Regions from separate parts of the Sus scrofa genome. Here region 1 is linked to region 2. The links are chromatin contacts, called in public HiChIP or PLAC-seq maps. All regions are on one chromosome and are shown on one strand. Each heading gives the region's core, a stretch centred on a gene start, on an enhancer-like site or on the middle of the called end of the contact. The rest is flanking DNA. Distances are from core to core; before and after follow the strand shown. Region 1 holds the start of TRABD (traB domain-containing protein). Region 2 holds the start of SCO2 (SCO cytochrome oxidase deficient homolog 2 (yeast)).

Region 1 (6,185 bases), core at 3,510-6,009, 270 kb before region 2:
GACGGCCACGGACACGCTGATCGCGCCGCTGCTGGACGCGGGCGCGCGCGCCGCGCACCACTACAAGGGCGGCGGCGGTGGCGGCGACGCGGGGCCGGCCCCGGACAAGAAGCACGCGCGCCACTTCTCCCTGGACGTGCACCCTTACATCCTGGGCACCAAGAAGACCAAGGCCGAGGCCATGCCCGCCGCCCTGCCCACCTCCCGCAGCCAGGAGGCGGGCTTCCTGTCCCAGGCAGAGGAGTGCGGGCTGGGCCTGACCGCCGCACCTACCGCAGGTAGGGGCTGGTTGGGGCTGGGGGCAGAGGGCCCCAGGGAAGCGAGGGCCCACGCCCACCCCCCTCCCCCCACCCCCTCCCCAGCGCGCCGCTGGGGACCCGTGAAAGAGGTGAGGATTGAGCCAGCGGATGGAGGCAGGGGACGGGTGGGCAGGTGAGCCCACTGCAGGGCTGAGTGCAGGCGAGACCCTCGAGGGCCCTGTGAGGCAGACCAGGAGAAGGTGAAGGTGGGGTCAGGGGCTGGCAGGGCCCAGCACCTTGAGAAGGTTCTGGATTGGGTGCTGCTGCTCCTGGGGCAGCAACAGTGGGGCGGCTCGGTCAGGAGGCTGTGAGCAGGTGCTTGGGAGCCCTGAGGCCCCTGCCGCCAGGTGGGGGCGGGGGGGCAGGGTGGAGCGGGGCCTGCAGGGGCTCTGTGTTCTCTGGGCTGTTTGCAGATGCTCCGCTCCCAGAGGAGGAAGTCCTGTACCCAGCAGAGCCAGCCCGGGCCTCGCTTCCCTCCGGGGGCCCGTTTCACGTCTGCTCGCCCCCCGCAGCCCCCGCTCCGGCCCCGCTGTCGCCAGCCAGCCTGGGCAAGGCTGACCCCCTCGCCATCCTGAGCCGCAACGCCACCCACCCACTGCTGCACATCAGCACTCTGTACGAGGCCCGGGAGGAGGAGGACGGGCCCCCCCGGGCCCCCGCGGACGTGGGCAGCCTCATTGCCATCCCGCCCCCGCAGCAGATCCTCATCGCCACCTTCGACGAGCCGAGGACAGTAGTGAGTACCGTGGAGTTCTGAGGGGCAGGGCCGCCCGGCCGCCCCAGGCCCTCTGCATGACCGTGGTGCGCCCGCCACTGACCCCAGCCCCGCGTGGATGCGGCCTCCGCTTTGCCCGGCACTGCCCACTGCCCCCCAGCCTCCTGTCCGCTTGCCTCGGGGCTCAGCACCTCTCCCATCCGGCCCCCAGGTGGCATCGTCGGGGCGCTGGCTGGGCCAGGGGCTGGCCGTGACCCCAGGGGGGGCCCCGGCCGGAAAGGCCCGGAGCCGCGCTCGCCCCCTGCACCAGGCGCTCGGCTGAGATGAAGAATTTATTTTTTTAGTCGATTTTGTCTTGGGCCTGGGCGGTGGCAGGACAACTCAGGAGGGAGCTGGCAGCGGCGGTGGGGGCACCTCCGGGGCTCAACCCTGCAGGGCCCGGCAGCCCCTGATGGGAGGGGCTGGGGTCCGTGCTCCAGTCCGAGAGCAACGTGCACTTTCTCCGCGTACCCAACAAACCCGTACCTTATTTTACTGTGGTTACTGTAACCAGCGAGTCTGTTTATTATCAGGAGGCTTGGGACACACTTAAAACAAAGGATGGTGTGTGCGTGAGTGTGCGAGTGTGTGTGCAAGAGGGCGAGGGCGCCAGCGTGCCAGTGGATGTGTGTGTGATCCTGGAAGCGTGCGAGCATGGGCGCGAGCGGGCGCAGGAGAGGCTGGGCGTGGGTGCCGGCGCGCCGGCGAGGGAAGGACTCCAACGCAATAACCATGCCCCCTCCAGGCCTCCAGCCCCCTGGCTCGGCCGGCGTCCACCAGGCTTCCATGGGGGCCCAGGGCCGGTGATGGGCGGGGCTGTCCCTATTACCTCAGCCACGGCGACGACGTGACAGTATTACCAAGGTAGCACCGAGCATATCAATAAATATTATTCTGATACCCCTGCGTCCCGAGTGGTCCATCCTGCACGGCGTGGGGTGCTGGGGACCGGCAGGGCCTGGGAGGCGGCCCCGCCCTCCGGTCATCCCCAGCCGGGCAAGAGCACATTGTCGCTCGGAACGGGCGTGTCCGGCATCCCGGGCTGCCAGGGGGCTGCAGTGGGCCTCTCAGGAAGCCGTCCGCCGTCTAAGGCCTGGGGGCGGGAGCGCCCAGGTCCATGGGGGGCAGCAAGATCAGGCGGGACTCGGGAGGGTTGCCCAGGAGAGGCGCCCTTGATGCCGTCTGGCGGTGCTCGTGCCACTGGGATGGAGGGCAGGGCGCCTGCCTCACCAGGCCCAGGACGCAGGCGGGGCTGAGGCTGGTCCCAGGGCTTCACCAAGGAGTCACACACCTGCAGGTCGTGGCGGGGGACCCCGAGAGTCTGAACAGAGGCTCCTGGGAGGCAGGTGGCTGGGGCGGGTGGGGTGCAGGCCTCAATGGCGGGTGCTTTGCAGGAATCAGAGCGTGACCTCCTGACCGGCATGGCCTCCTCCAAGCCCCTCCGCAGGCCTCCGTGGAGCAACCCGGCTCGATGGGCTGGGCTTCCCGAGAATGGGGACAATCCATCGATCTGTGTTTTGGGTGTCTTTTTTTTTTTTAATTTTTTTAGGGTCACACCTGTGTCATATGGAGGTTCCCAGACTAGGGGTCGAGTCGGAGCTGCAGCTGCCAGCCTACACCACAGCCACAACATGGGATCCTTAACCCACTGAGCGAGGCTAAGGATCGAACCCACGTCCTCATGGATACTCGTCTGATTCATTACCACTGAGCCACAATGGGGACTCACCGATGTGGTTTTTTTTCTCATCACTCGGGCGTGGTGAGGCCGCGAGAGCAGAGAGGAGGGGGCTCGCCCCACCTAGGGCCTCACGGGGAGGCGCCCCAGGCAGTCACCGGGCCAGGAGAGGGAACCCCTGGTTTCTGCAGGGTGAGCAGCTACAGGACTGGCCTGCGTGCTTGACCTCGGTGAGCTCAGGGCAGGGGCGTGGCCCTAGTTGTCAGGCGCCTGGCCTGGGTCAGAAGGACTTGGAGAAGGAGCCCCCAAGGACACAGTACCCAGGGGTGGGGGGGCGGTCAGGGGCTCTGGACGAGAGCCCTCTTGGTCCCATGCAAGCAAGCAGCTCCGTTATGCCGGCGAGCCGGGCACCGGGGCCAAGATGACCCTGCTGGCAGGGTGACAGTACCCACCCAGGGACCCGTCTTGCTGGCCTCAGGCAGCAGCATTTGCCAGGTCCCCCTGCCATACCCTAAGTGGGGCTGGAGTCCAGCCCGGCCGTCCCACCCTGACCCGGGCACATGCTGTGGTTCTGCCCAGAGTAGAGATGACCCTGAGCCATGTAGGGACGAGGCTCCACCCTGTGCGGTGAGGCCTCAAGGCCATGGGAGTTCCACAGGCACAGGTCCAGGCAACGCTGGGCACAGCAGCCACAGCGCGCCCCCCCACCCCCCGTGTCTTCACTGAGACTGCTCTGCTCAGCCCTGTCCCCTGAGCCAAGGCCTGGCAGGACATTTCAGACCCAGTCTCATCCAGAGGCCTGCTCCTTGGAGCAAACACGTGGCCTCTGGGGTGTGAACTGGCCCGTGGCCTTGGCTTGCTGGGAAAGAAGGGGCCGAGTCAGTGTCCCACAGACGCATCCATCTCCCCGCAGGTGCCATGGGACGTTCCTTTGACACCCCCCCCCCAATCTGCTTGCTCCTTCCCTGCACCTTTCCCAAGAGGAGGGGCTCCCAGAGAACTGGGACCCCACCCGTCAGCTGAGGCTGCAATCCAGGCTTCTGGTCCTCACACAAGCCCCACCTGGGCTTCTCAACCCGTCTGTCGCTAGGTCCCTGGCAATCGCGCACAGCCGCTCTCCTGTGTGAATGGCCAAGGAGGGCAGGAGGGCAGAATCGACCTGAGCTGGCACACAGGAACTGGACAGAGGCCTGGGCCAAGGGCCTGGCTGCTCGACTTCAGCCCAAAGCCGTTTAGATAACAGATCACAGCCCAGCCTGTGGGCGGGAGCGGGAGCCCGCCCCGCACAAGTGAACGGGGGCGGGGGCCTCTATGGCCCACGGCAGCCCGCCCGCAGGAGGGCCACCGCCAGACTGAGAACCCGCCCAGGACCTGCACGGGTCACCAGGTCTGGGCCAGACGCCCCCTTCCTGGAACCAGCTCTGACCGCAGGTGGGCTGACCTCAAAGGCCAAACCAGGCACCGGCTGGACAGGCTGTCCTGAGGGCCCCCACCTCCCACCAACCGCGGACCCTGCCCCTTCCCCGGCCCCCTCTCCCCCGGCCGCCCCCGCCCACGTCTCCCCGGGCCCCAGCCGCCAGGCCAAGGGGTGCTCGAGGTGGCCACATGGTCGCCGTTGGGGACCCGAACGCTGCTCCTCGCTGGCACCATCACCGCTTTTTTGAGTAGTTTTGACGGTTCTGTATCAGAGCAGGCAAAGCCACCCCGAGGACGCTTTTTTTTACTAACTGGGGGCTGCGGCCAGAGAATTTTAGGGCGCGTCTCAACTCGGGTGGCAGACCTGAGACTCGAACCTGTGCCGCGTAACCGACACAGGAGTCCTCGGATCAAGGCGCCGGGGGCGGGGCGGGGAGGGGCGGGGCTTCTAGCGCGCGGCCTCCTGGGAAGTGAAGTCCGCGGCCGCTCGCGCGCTGCCCCGCGGGAACCGTAGTCCGCCGGCTCGGGCCAGGCGCGCGGCAAGAGCAGACAGACAGCGCGCGGGACTACGCTTCCCGGCATGCCGCGCGCCGCCCGGCCCCCCCCGGCCCGGGCCTGTCCGGCCGCCCCGCCCCGCGGCCCCGGTCCGCCCCGTCCGGTGGGGCGACGAGCCGCATGGAGGCCGGCTGAGGAGCGCCGCCCTGCTTCGGTACGCCGCGCGGCACGGTCCTGGGGCGGGGGGCGGCGCGCGGGGGCCCCGGTGGGTCGGGGTCAGGTCGCGGTCGAGGTCGGGAGACCAGCCAGCCCCCAGCGTAGGGTCTCGGGCCAGGAGGGTCAGCCCCGGCCTCCGAGGGGTGCGCGCGGGGTGGGCGGTCGACGGCAAGGGTCGAGAGGGCTCAAGGGCTCGAGTGGCGCACGCGGGGGGCGGGGCCGCGGGGCGGGGACCCGGGCCGGTGTCGGTCGGAGTCGGGGGCCGGGGGCGGAGTCGGTCGGAGTCGGGGGCCGGGGGCGGGGTCTGGCCTGAGCCGCGGCGGGGGGGCGGTGGAGGGTCCACACCTCCCCAGGCGGCGGCTGCAGGGTCTCGGTGGAGACCCTGGGCGCTTCCTGCCCTACGTGCTGGAGGCCTCTGCCCTTCAAGCCGAGCAAGCACGGCTGCCATATGGGCAAAGTAGACCAAACTTCCAAGGCCTGTAGGTCTTTGCCTGCCTTGTTTCTGTGAAGTAGCGTTATTGAGACACAACTTAAACGTGCCACAAAGTACCACAAAGTTCACCTATGCGTCTTTGCGAAACTATCCCGAGAAAGGAAGCGAAGGCACATGGAAAACGAGGAACTGGCCCAGAAGTCCTCGGCTGACTTTGGGCGTCAGGACAGCCTCTTCGGGAGACTGGGTGGTTTCCAGGTGGAATCCTCCTGGCTTTCGGGGTCCCCTGGAGAGGAAGCCGTCCAGGCTGCCCCCTTAGCACGCTCCGGTGCGGGCTCCTCTGACCCTGGGCCTCTGTTGCTTTTGCTGCTGATGCCCCCTCATTGTGTAACTAGGAGGGAGCCCCGGCCTTGGGGCCAGCGGTCAGCCTTGCAGGACGGCGGTGATGCTGCGGTGTCTGAGGCTGCTGGGCAAAACTGCCAAGAGGGGGCCGGGCATGGTGGACAGACAGGCCCCTACACAGTGCCCTGCGGTGGAGGTCAGTGTCGGGACCTAGCATTGGGCCGTGTCCAGGTTCCAGGGGGTCAGCCAGGTGTGCTGGACGAGGAGCCATTTAGGCGTCCAGCTCAGATGTGAATTGGCATGTGCCCTCCGCCCCAGTCCCGACCTTTGCCACACCTCCATAGAGCAGGGCCTGCCAGACCCAGGAGGGTCTCCAGTGGCCAAGGTGCCCAGGCTTCAGAAGTGGGGGTGTAGGGGGTAAGGGTCCTGGGCCACACGCTGCTGCCTCCCGGTTAGTCATTTCTCTCATGGCCCGCTAGTCCGGCCGGTCTGGGACCCTTGGCTTTCTGGGCAGGCCTTGGGGGTTGCTCTTGGCCAGCAGTGAGAAGCCCG
Region 2 (6,491 bases), core at 1,192-3,691:
ACACCTATGGGGACCAGGTGGTCTCCAGGTTCAGCCAGCTCAACCAGTGGTGTCCCTTTGCGGAGCTGGTGGCTGGCCAGCCTGCCTTTGAGGTGTGTCGCTCCATGTTGGCCTCCCTGCAGCTGGTGAGTGGCCTGGGTGCCTGGGAGGGAAGTGGTCCCTGGTTTCTGCTGATACTTCGTCCCCACAGGCCAATGACTACACGGTAGAGATCACCCAGGAGCCGGGGCTGGAGGCGGCCGTGGACACCATGTCCCTGAGACTGCTCACGTACCAGCGGGCCCACCAGCGCTTCCAGACCTACGCTGCCCCCTCCATGGCCCTGAATGGAGAGCACTGAGCCTGGGGCCGGGCCCTGGAGCCCCGTCCCCCACGTGCCTCTGCTCGTTCCACTTTGCTTCCTGGCTGCCCCAACCTAATAAAGTGTTGCCACCCCCCCAATCCCCTAAGAAACCTTACAAAACTGTTCTGTGTGGAGGAAGGGGCTGTCTGTCCCCTGCACCCAGCGAGCAGCCGGTCCGAGCCCCCCTCCTGCCGTGGTCTCCAGGGGCTGCTGGTACAGATCCCGCGCACACACGGCTGCATCTCACCTTTTAATGACCCGACTCAGTGCAGCACACTGCGGAAGGCAGCCATGTGGCCCCGCACACTGTCCGTGATCTGCTGGGCCGACCTGGCCCTGCCGTAGTAGTCGGTGAAGAGGCCGTCGGGGCTGAGCAGGTAGATGGCGATGGAATGGTCCACGATGTAATCCTGGTCCTCGTCCTTGGGGCCAGCGCTGTAGTATACTCGGTAGCTGCGGCTCACCTGGGCGATCTGCTCAGCAGAGCCCGTCAGGCCCAGCAGCCTTGGGTGGAAGTCCTGCACGTAGCGGGCCATGGCCGCGACATCGTCCCTCTCAGGGTCCACAGTAATGAAGAGGGGCTGCACCGGGGGCAGGCCAGGCTCCGCCTCCAGCTGCCGCACCACCTGCACCAGCTTCTCCAGCTCATCGGGGCAGATGTCTGGGCAGTGAGTGAAGCCAAAGTATATCAGCACCCACTGGCCCCGAAAGTCAGCTTTGCAGCGAACTTGGCCTCGGTGATCCAGAAGACTGAAGTCGCCTTGGCCCACAGCGGCCCGGCGCAGGGCCTCTGTCCGCTGTTGCTGCCGCCACTGCTCCTTCTCCGCCCTCAAGGCCAGCCAGGCTCCACCCAGCCCAGCCCCAATCAAGGCTGTGATCAGCAACCTAGTTTGCAGCCGAGGGCCCCGGGGCTGGCCTGGCTTGCCGGTTTCTGCAGGGCCCTGCCTTGCTAAGAGCCGGTATCTCACCTGCCCGGCCTCAGCTCCCTGGATCCTAGGGAGGGCCAGAGGCCTGAGCAGAAAGAGCCCGTGCCAAGCCTTGGGTGCCCGAGCCAGCATGGACCTGATGCTCCTGGAAAAGAGCAGAGGCGTCAGAAGCCAGAAGGTGCCTTGGCCTCCTGGGTTGTCCATCATTCTGGAGAGACCTGCCACCACCTCAAGGCCCAACCCTATGAGGGCTCTGCTGTCAGCAGCTGCTCAGCCAGCCCCCGCCATCACTCACACATGCTTCGCCTCTGAAACCTCAAACTCCAGCTTAGGCGTCATCAAACATCCACAACTGTCCCTCCTGTCCTTTAACGGGAGAACCTCAGTCTAACGAGCCCAGCGCTCGGCAGCACCTGGGGGTCTGAGCTGACGGAAGCGTTCCAAGCGCCTGCCTCCTCCGGGTTCCTGAGCGTATCTATGTTTGCAATAAACTTCTACTTCTTGAAAGGAGGTGGGTGAGCCTCTCGCTTCAACCCCCAAAAGACCAACTTCTCCGCCCCTTTTGCAGCCTTTTCCCTCTGAGGCCACTTCAACCGCGCTGTTTTGGCTCCCTCCCCCGCACTTAGCGGTAACCCGGTGCCACCCGCACCGCAGCCTCCAGTTACCCGCGGGCTCCACGCCCCCTCCAGTCCTTCGCTCGTTGAACCTGCCGGGCCCGCAGCCACCCTGGAGTAGCAAAAGGTTTCCACTTGCCTCCAGCCCACCTTCACAGCTGGGCATCCCACCGCAGCTCTGGGGTCGTGGCCCACGCCCTGCTGTGGCTTCGGTGGCCTCCGTTCCTCTCAGGGGCCCCTGGAGGTTTGTTAGGCGGAGATCTTAGGACTCCCCCTCACCTGTTCGACTGCTGCTACTGGGAGGATCTCTCGAAGACTTCTGAACGTCCGGCCTGCGCCCGGTCCGACGGTTCCTGGACTTGGGAGGGCTGGATGACCTTGGTCACGTCTCGTAACCTGTCTGTACCAGCTTCCTCCTTTACAAAATGCGCTCTAAGCGATGTACGAGATGGGCCTGCAAATGCAGCCAGCTTGTAGACGTTTGCAGGGCGCCGGCACAGGCGGATCTCCCGGGCCCCCAGCGCGCCGCACCGTCCCGCGAGTCTGAGGAGGGGAACCGGAAGGCAGCTCTGGGCCCCCGCCCCTCTCGACGCCAGCGCGCATGCGTCAACGGCGCCGCGCTCGCGCGGAAGGGCGTAAAGCGGGCCCGGCTGCTGCGCGTGCGCATGCGCCAGAGGTGGCTGGCCGGCCGGAAGCTACGTGACGGGAGGCGGGGTTTTTCTGGGGCGGCCCCCCCCACGCTGGCTGCTGTCTTAGTTTGCCCGGCCCCGGGTGCCGGGCACCGGAAAGGATGCGCGCCTCCTGAGCTTCGTTGCTACGTGTCGACTGGCGCGCACGAGGGGACGGGGAGTGAGGAGGGGCCTGGGCTGGGCGCGGGTAGGGGATCTCTGCCCTTTCCCTGTCCCCTCACCGAGCCTGGTGACGGGTGACCGGGTCCGGCAGCACAGGTGCTCACCAGTGCTCTTGCCGGCTCCAGGGCCTGTGTCTCTCTTACTTCCTGTCCATCGAGAGAGCAGACAAGCTGTCCACGCCATCTTAGGGGGGAGGTTAAGGGGTCTGGAAGTGATGGAGTGATGGAGCTCCCGAAGCTTCCTGGGAGATGTGGGGAACGCTGGCTGACTCGGATCAGTCACGAGGGGTCGGGGGACCTGGCTATGGAAGTCCCCATGTGATAGGATGACATGTGCATCCGTCTGGTCACCCTCTTGAGTGAGTTGTCAGGCGCCCTGTGGTGTGGAACAGTGATCCTGGGTTTGGGTCAGATCACCTGTGATTGTGTGTGATTGGAGATCAGGGGTTTTTAACATGCGGGAGGGGGATGCTGGAGTCTGGGGTCAGGTCACCTGTGATGAGGGACGGGCTGTCAACCCGGGCGTATAGGATTCCATCCACAGGTACCACCCTCCTGTTCTGACCCATGACACAGCAGCCCACTTGCCCAGCAGCCCTTGCATTTGGCCAGCTTCCCCACCTCAGGGCTCCAGTGACCCCATCACTAACGCTGAACAAAGAGTCATCAGCAACCTTGACAAATTCCAAAATCGCAATTCTGATAGGTCTTCACTAATGACTCATCAAGGATATGGATCCCTGTCCTGTGGCCCCCAGTTATTTTGTCCAAGTTCCTATTGACAGCAATCACTTTTCCCTTGATAACGGTGACCAAAGTCCAATGACTCATGAATAACTGATCAGTATCTTCCTTAGTGATCCTCCAGAGATTCTGGCCATTTTTGTCATCAATAACCCAGCTGTATTATCAATCGGTGGCCTACCTGTCCCTGCTCTGGGCGCTGAGTGACAGCGAATCCATGAATAGACTCCAGTTTCTCCAAGGTGCCCTCCATGTGTCCAGACCACGTCTGCTAATTTCTGGTACATGCTGGGCCAAGTATGCATGCCGAGTACACATGCACAGCCACCTCCCCGCCCTCACATTTCTCCTCACCCTCCCTGGTTAGGACTTCAGCTGAAGTTAAGCATTTACTAAGTAGAATAGTGGGTGTCCAGCTGGGGTGGGAATGGAGAAATGTCTTGGGAGTTCCAGCTATGGCACAGCAGGTTACGGATCCAGCATTGTCTGTGTGGCGGCGAGGGTTCGATCCCTGGCCCGGGAACTTCCATATGCCGTGAGTGTAGCCTAAAAAGAAAAAGAAAAGAAACTGTCCTGATTTGGGATGGGGGGTGTCAGTGTAGGAGTAGATGGGTACCTGTCATTGGGGACATAAGTCTGGGGGAATGGAGGGAGAGCAGAACCTAGCTCTTCGCTGGGAGTTCTGAGCCGGGGTGGGGGGGAAAGGGCCTGACGGGGAAGGGGGATCTGGATGACTTGGTTCTGTTAATGGTGGCTGATGGGAAGGGAGGGCCAATTCTGTCCTGGGGGGGATGAGAAGCCAGGGTCCCACCTTTGGAGGCTCTGTCTGGGCCAGGCTTGAGGTTAGGAGCCGGCTTCTGTGGTCTGTAGAGGAAGTGTCTTCTAAACTTGCAGCCACAGGCAGCCAGGGCAGGTGCCAGGACCCTGCCCCGGGGCCATGTTTGTCCTCAAGCTACTGGCACCAGGCTTCAGGCCACTCCAGCTGCTGTGCTGCTGTCACTCCAGATGGCCAGGAGCATGGCCTTTAGGCACAGGTAAGGTGTTGTGGGCAGCACAGGGGGTGTTCCCATAGCGGTGGGCTATCCTCAGTGTCAGTGACAGTTCTGGGGCCTTGTGGCCTCCCTGGGGTGGGCAATCTCTGGGCCTGACCTCACACAGATTTGTGAGCTTTCCGCCTCTGGTCCAGCGTGGCAGGGAAGCCCCTGATGTCCCTTGGCTTCAGGCAGGTCAGCTCAGGCAGCTGCTGGGAAGAGGTCAGCAGGTGTGACAGGGGCAGGTGGGGCCGGGACGATTGGGGTCATCACCACTCCCGTCTGCCACACACATCTGGAACCTGTGGCTGCCCTGTGTCTGCGGCCCTGTCCCCTCTTTCTCTCCCGTGTCTGTGTTTCCTGTCTGCCTGTCTCTGTGTCTGCCTCCCACGTCAAGACCTGACAACTTGACCCCCTCCCCCGCCCCCGCCCCGAACCTGGAACCTGCCCTAACCCTGTCCGCGTCCTGTGCAGACCCCAGCCAAATTTCACCCGGTCAGGAGGGCGGCCACGAGGTGGGAACTCTGGGACAGCGCGCGGGGCTGGAGCCGAGTAGGGGCGGGGCCTCCCGCCAGGCGGGGTTCTGGGCCGGGCGCCACTTGCCACTTCGGAGGGGCGGGACGACCCTGCTCACTTCTGTCCTAATCCCTCCCGTCCCCGAGGGCCCGCGGGAGCGTGAGGTTCTGGACATGGCCGGCGCGCCCACCTGCCCCTTTAGGCCGCGCGCGGCGCCGCGAGCACAAAGAGGCTGACACGTTGCTGGCTCCAGAAGTTTTTAGAAACATTTGTGGGGCTGCGTCCGTGCGGCTGGTCAGTCATCCACATCGAACACCATCGGGGCCAGGTAGTCCGAGTGCCTAATCCCAAAGCTCCAGCCGCGAGGCTTCCGGGGCTGTGGGCCCAGGGGACATCGGTGATCTGGAGACGCCGCCGGCCCCAGGCTCCCGGGCCCCAACCCTCCCACCTCAGACCCTCCATCCCCATCTGGACCTCCTTCTCCCGCCTCTGATCCTTGACCCCGAATTGCAGACTACCTGGTCCACGTTGTAGGCTGCGGGCCCGGGATTCAGTGTGTTGCCCCGGGGGAGCGAGGTCCGCGCCAGCATCGAGAACTGGGGGGCCCGGGGCTTGTAGATCCCAGGGTTCACCACGTGGTAGGCGCAGGGCCCTGGGGTCTGCAGGAGGGCGGCAGGGGCGCTCTGTCCGGCTTCTAGGCCCGCCGACCGCTGACCCCTCGTCGCGCAGGGCGGGCAGTCCCTCCCTCACCTTGCTGAGGTCCTCGCAGAAGCTGCCCACCGCGCTGCGGCCGTAGATGGAGTAAGTCGGGGCGGAGACTTTACCGACGACGCGCGGGCCCAGGAGCGACGGTACAGTGTAGGTCCCAGGGCCTGGGGGAGCCAGTGAGGGTGGGTCTTTGAGAACCGGCTGGTCTCCACGCCACTCCCGGTGCTGGGAGGGCCTTCCTGGGCTCACCTGGGGTCTGCGGCTCCGCGCGGAGGCCCCAGTTTCGGGGAGCGATGGTGTGCCGGGGCGCGCTGGGGTACGCCACGTTCCCCGCTCGCTCCGGGAAGTACCTGCCTGCGGGCGGACTCGGGTGTCGGCCGAACTGGATTGCAGGCCGGGTGGGGGACTAGGCTGGGGCCCAGGGATTAGGGGGAATTCGAACCACGGTCTGCCAAGGCCCGGTGGGGCTTGGAGTTCTTCTGAGACAGGGGGGCGAATTTGGAGTGTTAGGGTGCTCGAGGGGGACTTAGGTGTGTGCGGGGGGTGTTCCCGAGTGGGCGTCCCTGGGGGTAGCTCGGCGTTGGGGAGGCCGGGGTCCCAGGGTCCTGACCCGGTCCGGGAGTGAGGAAGGGCGCTGTGTGGCGCGGGCGGCCGAAGATGGAGTAGGCAGGGGCGCCGTCGCGGCCGCGCACGGTCATGCGAGCAGGCACCAGGTAGCCTGGCCCGGGGCCGCACGAAGTCTGCTGCGTGGGGAGGCGC

Evidence for each region. HiChIP or PLAC-seq counts read pairs in DNA pulled down with a chosen protein or histone mark.
Region 1: an H3K27ac HiChIP or PLAC-seq map of alveolar macrophages shows a contact between it and region 2. The contact joins the promoter of TRABD here to the promoter of SCO2 in region 2. A contact is called at or near these places in 2 of 5 promoter capture datasets (fetal liver and liver) and 1 of 2 datasets of contacts at active chromatin or transcription factors (alveolar macrophages).

What each region holds. Positions count from the first base shown.
Region 1 is chr5:493,148-499,332 of Sscrofa11.1, reverse strand. It overlaps TRABD (traB domain-containing protein), which reads left to right and starts at 4,759. Exons shown (of 10, transcript XM_021091341.1): 1 at 4,759-4,856. PANX2 (pannexin-2) reads left to right here. Exons shown (of 3, transcript XM_003126779.4): 2 at 1-278; 3 at 713-1,953. The coding sequence ends at 1,056.
Region 2 is chr5:216,751-223,241 of Sscrofa11.1, reverse strand. It overlaps SCO2 (SCO cytochrome oxidase deficient homolog 2 (yeast)), which reads right to left and starts at 2,441. Exons shown (of 2, transcript NM_001206377.1): 1 at 2,163-2,441; 2 at 564-1,414. The coding sequence starts at 1,401. The coding sequence ends at 607. It overlaps ODF3B (outer dense fiber of sperm tails 3B), which reads right to left. Exons shown (of 7, transcript NM_001206375.1): 3 at 6,343-6,491; 4 at 5,982-6,086; 5 at 5,775-5,896; 6 at 5,543-5,683; 7 at 5,270-5,400. The coding sequence ends at 5,320. It overlaps NCAPH2 (non-SMC condensin II complex subunit H2), which reads left to right. Exons shown (of 20, transcript NM_001206363.1): 19 at 1-125; 20 at 191-458. The coding sequence ends at 340.